Linked DNA regions of Urocitellus parryii: region 2 is linked to region 1. A link is a contact called in public Hi-C data. All regions are on one chromosome and are shown on one strand. Each heading gives the region's core, a stretch centred on a gene start, on an enhancer-like site or on the middle of the called end of the contact. The rest is flanking DNA. Distances are from core to core; before and after follow the strand shown.

What was found. Hi-C and Micro-C count contacts between places; a contact is called where the count stands out from the background.
Region 2: a contact with region 1 is called in a Hi-C map of muscle, with 4 times the contacts expected there. The contact joins the promoter of Or51d1 here to the promoter of LOC113191381 in region 1. A contact is called at or near these places in 2 of 2 Hi-C or Micro-C datasets (liver and muscle).

The regions. Positions count from the first base shown.
Region 1 is chr4:61,859,467-61,863,880 of mUroPar1.hap1, reverse strand. It overlaps LOC113191381 (olfactory receptor 51H1-like), which reads left to right and starts at 2,505. Exons shown (of 1, transcript XM_026401102.2): 1 at 2,505-3,461. The coding sequence starts at 2,505. The coding sequence ends at 3,461.
Region 2 is chr4:62,075,290-62,080,390 of mUroPar1.hap1, reverse strand. It overlaps Or51d1 (olfactory receptor family 51 subfamily D member 1), which reads left to right and starts at 1,636. Exons shown (of 2, transcript XM_026400943.2): 1 at 1,636-1,722; 2 at 3,895-4,878. The coding sequence starts at 1,636. The coding sequence ends at 4,878.

The DNA of each region.
Region 1 (4,414 bases), core at 1,256-3,755:
AAAGAGAGTTTTTATTCCTATTTTTTCCAGTCCTCCCTGCCCATCAATCATCCCAGAAAAATGAAGGGTAAGTTTTTCCTGTTCGTTTCAGTCTTCATCTTACTCTATTATCCACCACAGTCAGAATGCCTGGAATCCTGTATATTCTTTCCTTTTACAACAATTAAAGTTTGCTTTTGTTTCATTATTTGCTGTTATCATATAATAGATTTTATAATCTTATTCTACATGTGCTTCTTCAATACAGTATCTATAGTGAGGCCACAGGATTTGTGGAACCTGAGGGAGAGCTACAGATGCTTGTATGATCTGTTTTTCCCCCAGATGCTGGAGATGAGGGTCAAATAAAATGCCAAAGCACGAACTTCATCTAAGAGCCTAATATTTGAAGATAGATTTGAACTCTATTTTATAGGTCTTGGACAATACAGATTAATAACAGCATCTGAGGACTCATATTAGAAGGTCAGGGTCTTGGCCAGGAGATGTGATTTGGATTGTCCCCTCTGATGGAGTCCCCAGCTCCTGGTGTACTTAGTTATAATCTTCCTCAACAAGGCTGTGTAGTTTCTTCCTCTATTTTCTCCTCTGGTTTGCTAATGACAAGAAGTGAGCAAGATAAAGCTATTTTCATTTTCATTATGTAAGCTTCAGGTCTGTAACAAATAGTGAAATAGATTGATTTTTTAAAACTTTTCATGGAATTTTTTATTTTTCTCACATTTCTCTTTTCCTCCTCTCACCTTATTTTCTTCTCCTCCTGTCATTTTTCTCACCTCTTAAAATTTTTCTTCACCCCACTTTTTTAATAGTTATTTGAAAAATTTAGTAGGCATTTAAAAAAATTACTGAGACACCCCAAAACTTAAACAACAGTTTATCAAGACAGAACATATATGGCAGAGATCTAATAGATCATGTATTTGAATAGTTAGTCTTTCATAATAATAATGGAAGGAAAGGGATATTTTATATAAATAGATAAAATGTTCTGGCTGGGGAAATCTTAATTACAAATCTTTCGAGAGGGTATTTGAGGATATTTTTTGAAAAGTTCTAATTTTTTTAATTCATCATGAGAATGGGTCAGCCAGGGATGGGAACAGAGTCTGGGAGTGGGATATTCAACAATTGCACAGCAAAGGACAAAATATTTTATTAAAAAATTTACAAATTAATTGTTATTCTTTGTGGCAGGAGAGTATCTATTAGTTCCACTTCCACTGATTGAAAAGAGCTCTTGCCAAAAGCAACAACAACAAAATCAAGGAAAAAAAAGAAACAAAAATCTAATATCAATACTAAGAGTACATGAGAAATAAAACTTTTTATTCCTAGTGATCATAATAAAAGCACACATTTCTTTCTATAGCCTTTACATTTTAATTCACACATTGATCCTATGGGACAGACACTGTTATTATCCACATGTTCACATACGGGGACTGCACAGGGGGAACTCAATATATGTATCTAGAGTTCTTAGCAAACTTTATTCCAATCAATTGATAAAGACAACAGATGAGAATCTTAAGGTTGAAAGCTTTTGAAAAAGGGCTTGTTCTACCTCTGGCTTCAATCATGTCAAAACTCCATCGGGGGCTCTTTAAGATAAAGAGAGGTTACTGGTTCTGGCAATATAAGCACATCTTCCGGATCTCCATTAAGGCCTCTATAATATACCCTAAGTCAGATGTGGCATGATCGCTGTGCTTTCACTGTAGAAGATTACGAATGATTTCAATCCTGAAAATATCTTTAGGTGAGCCCTGGTGTCTTACTTCTGTTTGGATAGAATGGGTTACTCTAAAAAGGAATCTTCTTGTTGCTTCCCAAGTATAATTTACTCTCCCTCCTGCTAAGATCTTGCTAATGTAGAAACAACAAGTTCATTTCAATTTAAATGATTTAAGAAGCGGTCTGTGGTGCCTGGGTTAAATATGATCTGAGAGCATATACAAGCTCAGTGGGGATGAAGAAAAGTTATGCTCAAAGTGGAAATATCAGCATGTGAACTGGACATTTCCATCTGTCCTACTGCCTTCTAGAAAGCTCTGGGCACAAAGAGTATGATTTGTTTGTATTTGAATCATTTATGGAAAATCAATTTCATATTTTATATTGATTCTGTTAGATTTATATAACTATGTTATTTGTCCTCAGCTTCCAATTCACCAGCTTATAAGATACTGATTAGAAAGAAAGGATAGGACAGATAGAAGATTTTTACTGAATGGATTTGCTTAAACTGAATGTGACTTATTTGTCCTTGGGTAGGTCATTTTTCTCTGAGCTAGTTAAAATTTCCTCAGTAGGCCATACCTCAGAATAGTAATCTCAGGATCTCTGTTTTCTTTTATGTTACCCTTTTATCCTGCACACAGCCATGGGGACATAAAATGGGTACAGGGAAGTCAGGTTTTAACATATCATTAATCCCTGTCACTGTATTTTTAGGAAGTCGCTCATCAGGATCCTCCCTATGTCCACATCACATTGGTTCCATGGCAGGTAATAACCACTCCCACTTTCAACACCCATACTTTGTCTTAACTGGAATTCCAGGACTTGAACAGGAGTATTACTGGATGGCATTCCCTCTGGGTGCCATATATGTCATTGCTCTCTTTGGCAATGGCGTCATCATCTCCACCATCAAGTCTGAACCATCCCTGCATATCCCCATGTACTACTTTCTGTGTATGCTGGCCTTTGCAGACATGGGGCTCACTCTTTGTACTTTGCCTTCTATGCTAGGCATATTCTGGTTCAACTACAAGTTCATTGCCTTTGATGCCTGTCTTGTTCAGATGTATTTCATCCACACCTTTTCAGCCATTGAGTCAGGTGTGCTGGTGGCCATGGCCATTGATCGCGTAGTGGCCATCTGGAACCCCCTTAGGTACAGCACCATCCTAACCAACAGAGTGGTCTGCAAAACGGGGGTGGCCATTTTGTCAAGGGCAGTCTGCGTGGTCTTCCCAGTGCCTTTTCTCATCAAGCGGCTTCCCTTCTACCGCTCCAACATCCTCTCCCACTCCTTCTGCCTCCACCAAGACGTCATGCGCCTTGCCTGTGCCAGCACCCGTGTCAACAGTCTCTATGGCCTCATTGCTGTTATCTTCACCAAAGGTTCAGATTCCCTCTCTATCCTCCTCTCTTATGTGTTCATACTCCGGACGGTGATGGCTCTTGCCTCCAGGGAGGGCCGGTGGAAGGCACTCAACACCTGTGTTTCACACATCTGTGCTGTGCTCATCTTCTATGTGCCACTGATTGGGGTTTCTGTCATTCATCGCTTTGGAAAGCACCTGTCACCACTGACCCATGCCCTCATGGCTAATGCTTACCTTCTAGTACCTCCTGTGCTCAACCCCATAGTCTATACTGTGAAGACCAAAGAAATCCGAAAGAAGATCATCCAGATATTTGTTCAAACCAAGATTACTGCAGAGGGATAATCAATCAGTTTTAGAGAGGAAGAGCCTATTCTGTGAAAGTTCAATTAAGACTATGATAAATTGATTTTTTAAAAAACTTTTCTGTGTGATTTGAATTGGGCAAAGAAAGATTTTTTCTACTCATGGAGAATACCTTCTTTTTCCTAGGCTGAATTGTCTTTTATTTTATTAGAGAAAGAGTGGCATCCATAAAATTTGCATTTCCCCATAAACTTGTATTTAAGACTAGGCACATGCCAGCTTAAGGCAGGAACTATTAATAATTCCACTGGTAAAAGCAATTTCTTTGAACTGAAATAAGGCAAAGTTTTACAACTTTTAAATTTCAGTTCATTAACTTAACATTCTAGTTTAAGACTTAGAAGTTGCCTCTATGAATTTAGTTGAGGAGGAAACAAACTGTATTCATTAAATAATAAGAGAAAACCTGAAGACAATATGTTATTAAAATAAAATATGAATCAGGAAAATAATCACATTTTAGAATTAAGAACATAAACATAATGAGCATGAGTCAGTGGTATTGCATAATTTGAGATCAAAAGATTGAGGGTGAGTTTTAGCTATTCCAACTAAGATCTGTATGACATTGGGAATTACCTTAATTTCTCTTAGCCACAATTTTCATTTTGAAAATGGAAATAATATCACTTTGCATCCAGCATTATTACAAAATTAAATTTAAGAATTATAAATAAAACTATCAAATGTTGTGTGATTGTAAGAAATATTCGAGAACATTGAATATAAGGGAATAAGAGGGCTTGTATTTATAGGTTGTCTATGAAGTAAAAGACAAGTTGCCAAAACCTTTAGGTTATTTTATTTGATAATCATGGCATCTTTAGGCACTGGGGAAGTGGGGCAACAATGTTAATCCAAGGGATTGAGAGGCTGAGGCAAGAGGATCACAAGTTCAAGGCCAGTCTGGGCAATCTAGAAAGGTCCTGTCT
Region 2 (5,101 bases), core at 387-2,886, 220 kb before region 1:
AAAGAGGACTTAATGACTAATTGGATATGGTGGAGAGGGAGGTGAGAGAGAGAGAGCATGCCAGAATGATGACTTGAACATTTCTGGTTTGGGCAACTGTGTTAGTCAAGTTTGTGTTGCTGCAACAAAATGCCTGAAAAAAATCAACTTACAGGAGGAAATATTTATTTTGGCTCATGGTTTTATAAGTTTATGTAAATGGTCACTCAATTCCATTGGTTCTTGGGGTGAGGCCGAACGTCATAGGGGAGGGGAAGTCCTGGCACAGCAAAATTGCTCACCTCATGGCATCTGGAAAGAGGAGAAGAAGAGAAGGAGGAAAAGGAAGGAGAAGGAAGGAAGGAAGAAAAGAAGAAAGGAAAAGGGAAAGAGGGAGGAAGGGAGTTAGGGATAAGATATACCCTTTCAGGTCATGCTCTCAGTGACCTACTTCCTCCAACTAGGCTGTACCTCCAAAGTTTCCACTACTTCCCAGTAGCTCATTCAATTATGAGCCCACCCAGAGGTTATCCCATGGATGAGATCAGAGCCTGCATGATCCAATCTCTTCCCCAAAGTCCCACCTCTAAACATTGTTGCCTTGGGGACCAAGCCTTCAACACATGAGCTTTTGGGGGACATTCCAGATCCAAGTTATAGCACCAAGAGAGTCATTTTTAGGACAGGGACAGGAAACAGAGAACAGGTTTCACACTGGGCATCAGCAATAATAAGCTTAGTTGATAATGAGAATGAGCTTAGAGATAATGAGTTAAGTATTGAGTTTAAAATGCTTGAGGGACTTCAATGTCCAATACACACTATTATGTCTTAAGTTTAGGGGAGTGGTCTGGCCTGTTTGGGTGACGGAAACTATGGGATCAAGTAGAATTGCTCATGGTTGCTATATAGAGGGTCTACCTGGGTCATAGCCTAGAAGAACCCCACCAATAGTGTGAGATGTGAAGGACAGGTGGCCTCCCTATTAACTCCATTCTGCTGATATTTACTTGTATTCAACCTCTGTGGAGCTTTAATTCTTCAAGTCTTGCCCATTTCACTTTCTTCTGTTCACATACAAATGTCTTAAAGAGTCATCTTCAACTACTTTCTCCATTTGCTTTCAACCCATTCACTCTGCTGCCTTTAAGCTTCTGTCCCCACCCAACACTTGTTAAAGGGACCAGGGACCTTTTGACCTTTTGTTCTCTGGCCTCACACTTGTCCCTCTTAACTTCAGGCAATTGTAACACTCTCTCACGGGTTTCCTTTGGCTCCATTGGCAGTTGTTTCAACTAATAATAAACAAAAACATTCACTGGAGAATTGCTATTATCTTATTTTTCACATCAAACTGAGCTTTAGGGTGGTCATATCATTAATGAGTGTTTCAGCCCCATATTCAAACCACACACTACACTGTCTCTTTCTGGAGGGACAAGTGAGCAATGAATGGTGACCCAAAAAAGAAAAGGTTGGCATGAGAGGTAAGGGAGGAAGAGCTGAAGTGCAAGGTAGTGCTGCTGCGAGGAGGCGCTCAAACTCCCAAGTCCATGAGTCTTGAGTCTTGGCCCTTGAGGCTTCTTCCTAAGAGGCCTTGCTCAGAGTCAGCTACGCGATTGTAACTCCCCTCTGTGACCATAAGAGGGCAGCATCATGGCGCGAGAGAGTCCCTGTTGCAGCTTGGTAACCCCTTGGATAGTGCCTTCAAAGCCAAGCGCGGGATCCCCGTTGCGCTTTCTGGTGCGCGTCCACATTCCCATTCCATTAACTCCTCTCCTCCATCCCGACCATTCCTCCTCTCTCCCTCCCTCCTACGCAACTACTACTCCCCCTAGTCTCCTACATTGGCCTCAGAAGAATTAGGTAGGAGTCAGGGATCAGCTGCCCTTAGGCGCCTGTCGGTCCCAGTTCACTCTTCATCACTCCTTGCACTCTCTAGGGTCCCCAGAGAAGCTATATATGCGTGGCGCCCTTGGGCAGAGAGACTTTGATGCGAATATGCCAGGCTTAGACCAGACGGAGGAGGCAAGGCGAGGCTTGCTTGGCTTTGGGAAATCAGCGCAGATTGAGCACTGCACAGAGGTCTCATGATATGAGGGAGACCGACCTCTGAGCAGTCTGGCTGCTCTGCTTGGCAAGGTCTGACAGTAAGCAGCCTTTCCAGATTACAGTAGCCCAGACCCTACCCTGTGTTCAGTGACCTACCCAAAGAAGAATTTCTTCAAACCTCTTTGAGGCCAGTTCCAAGCTTTGCAGATCCCTTGAACAGGACCCTGAGTTGCAGCCTCCTACCCTTCACTTAAGAAGCAAGGCAAGGGGAATTAATTTCCAGGAAAAATGTCAAGTGTGCCGTGTGTGTGTGTGTGTGTGTGTGTGGGGGGGGGGGGTGTTGTTGTTGTTTGGATTGGTAATTGGTAACAAAGAAGGAAACCCAGAAGTCGGGCTGTAAAGTTATGTGGGAGCCACACTGGGAAGAGGCTTGTGTGCAGACTATGGAATTCCCACTTGGTCTCAAAGTCTCCGGAATCACTCAATATGTCCTCCTGCTGTTTAGAGGTAGTGGTGTGGAAGGAGGATTGCAGTAGGCTGGGTTTGGAGGCAGGGAGGTGAGTTAGAAGGCTCTTTTCATAATCAGGACAAAGGGATTGATTTAATGAGATTGGGAGCAGGGAACTTATGTCAAATAAGGGGAAAAGCCCTAACAGATTAATTGCAAAAGTAAAGTCACATGTAGGAGTGAAAAGACAGGCAAGTGGAGATGGGACTAGCTGCCTTGACCTTGGTGACTTGGGTGCTGGGTGGTCTACTCACTGAGCTCAGGATCAGAGCTGAGGCACTGGTTTCGAAAGGATCTTATTGGGGGCAAATGATCATGAGACAAATTAGGTTAGAGGCTTAGAACAGAGTGGTCTGTGTAGAAAGAGAAGTTGAGCCTGTAGTGATGCAAGATCACCATGCAGAGAGGGAGAAAGAAAGGGTGTGCCCGTGACCTCCAGATGGTAATGGCAGCAGCAGTGAAAGGTTCTCTTTCTGTGTCCAGGCTGCATCTAGTTTCCATGTCATACCCCAGCCAAGTACAATTTTGGACTTGAGAGATCTCAATGGCAGATTCTGTTCTCTTGTTTGTTAGGGCTGGAAATACAATTCCTTTTTACCCCTACCTTACCGCTTTCCAGAGAGAAAAACTTCCCTTAATTTTCTCTGATTGAAAAAAAAAATCATGTAGGGGAAAGGAACTAAATGTTTTTTCCAAACATATTTCTGGGCCCTTCCCCTGGAAATTCTGTTTCTCTTGGAGCAAGTCCTTGGGGGGAATGGTGTTTGCTGCTACTTTTGATGATTCTATCAGAGAAGCTTGAGAAAAAACACACAGAGGTAAACATAAGTCCATTTTTAAATCCTGCCCTAAATCTGGTTATAGTGGGTCTTAGAGGCAATCACAAACTGAACTCTCAGACTTGGGACCTAAACCCACCTTAACACTGACATGCCCCAGAAGAGCCAGGGTCAGAGTGGAAGGTTAGTGGAAACCTTTTACCTCTCTTGGGAGTGGACAAGAGCAATGGCCTGGTGAGACACATCAGCTTTGAAAATGAAAATTGTTTTACATTTCTTATGAGTGGACATTCACACGCTGAGACTAATAGGACAGGATTAGAATTTGCTCATGCAGTGCTGGGACCTTGGAGGGTAAAGATAAGGTTTGGAATGTTCAGGGAAGCTTGTATAAGGAGAGTCGGAGCAGAGAGAGGCAGAGGTATAGAATTGGTAGATGTACTCAGTCCTGTTTGCAACTGTCACTGTTCCAATGCCTTTTGTGTACAAGTTTTTTCTCTTCTTTGAGCCATGACTGAACCATGTTTTTCCTTTTTTTTTTTTTTTTAAATTTTATTTCCTAGACCCTGAATTTAGGATGCAGAAGACATAGCTCTTGGTCCCTTGGTCCCTGTCATGGCTTTCTCAAATGGAACTCTAGTCCACCCAGCCTATTTCCTACTGGTGGGAATCCCTGGTGTGGGGCCTGATGTACACTTTTGGCTGGCTTTCCCACTGTGTTTTATGTATGCCTTGGCTACTCTGGGCAACCTGACCATCATCCTCATCATTCGAATGGAGAGGCGTCTGCATCAGCCCATGTATCTCTTCCTGGCCATGCTTTCCACCATTGACCTTGTCCTCTCCTCTGTCACCATGCCCAAGATGACCATCCTTTTCCTGATGGGCATTCAGGAGATTGAGTTCAGTGTTTGCCTGGCCCAGATGTTTCTTATCCATGCTCTTTCAGCCATGGAGTCAGCTGTCTTGCTGGCCATGGCTTTTGACCGCTTTGTGGCCATCTGTCACCCATTGCGACATGCTTCTGTGCTGACAGGGCCTGCTGTGGCCAAGATTGGACTAGCTGCCCTAACCAGGGGATTTGTTTTCTTCTTCCCACTGCCCTTCATCCTGAAGCGGTTGTCATACTGCAGAACGCATACTGTCACACACTCCTTCTGTCTGCACCAAGATATTATGAAGCTGTCCTGTACTGACACTACCGTCAATGTGGTTTATGGACTCTTCATCATCCTTTCAGTCATGGGTGTGGACTCCCTCTTCATTGGCTTCTCCTACATCCTCATTCTGCGGGCTGTGTTGGAGCTGTCCTCTCAAGGGGCAGCACTCAAGGCTTTCAACACCTGTGTCTCCCATCTCTGTGCTGTCCTGGTCTTCTATGTGCCCCTCATTGGGCTCTCAGTGGTTCACAGGCTGGGTGGTCCCACCACCCTACTTCATGTGGTTATGGCTAATATCTATCTACTGCTACCACCCGTAGTCAACCCCATTGTCTATGGAGCCAAGACCAAGGAGATCCGTTCAAGGGTCGTCCACATGTTCTCACAAGGTGGCAGATGAAAAAGAATCTCACCTAAGTGTCCAGAATACTACCAAAGATGAGAGGATGAGAATCTGTAAAATGTCTTGGTGATCGGAGTAACCAACCCACTGGGATCTCTGCTTCCAGTTACCTAAATAGACCTTATATTTCTGCCTTTAGGGATTTATCAATATAGAAGAATTTATGACCCAGTCTGGACAGGCTATCCTAGAAAATGACTGTTCTAGTCTCTATTATGAT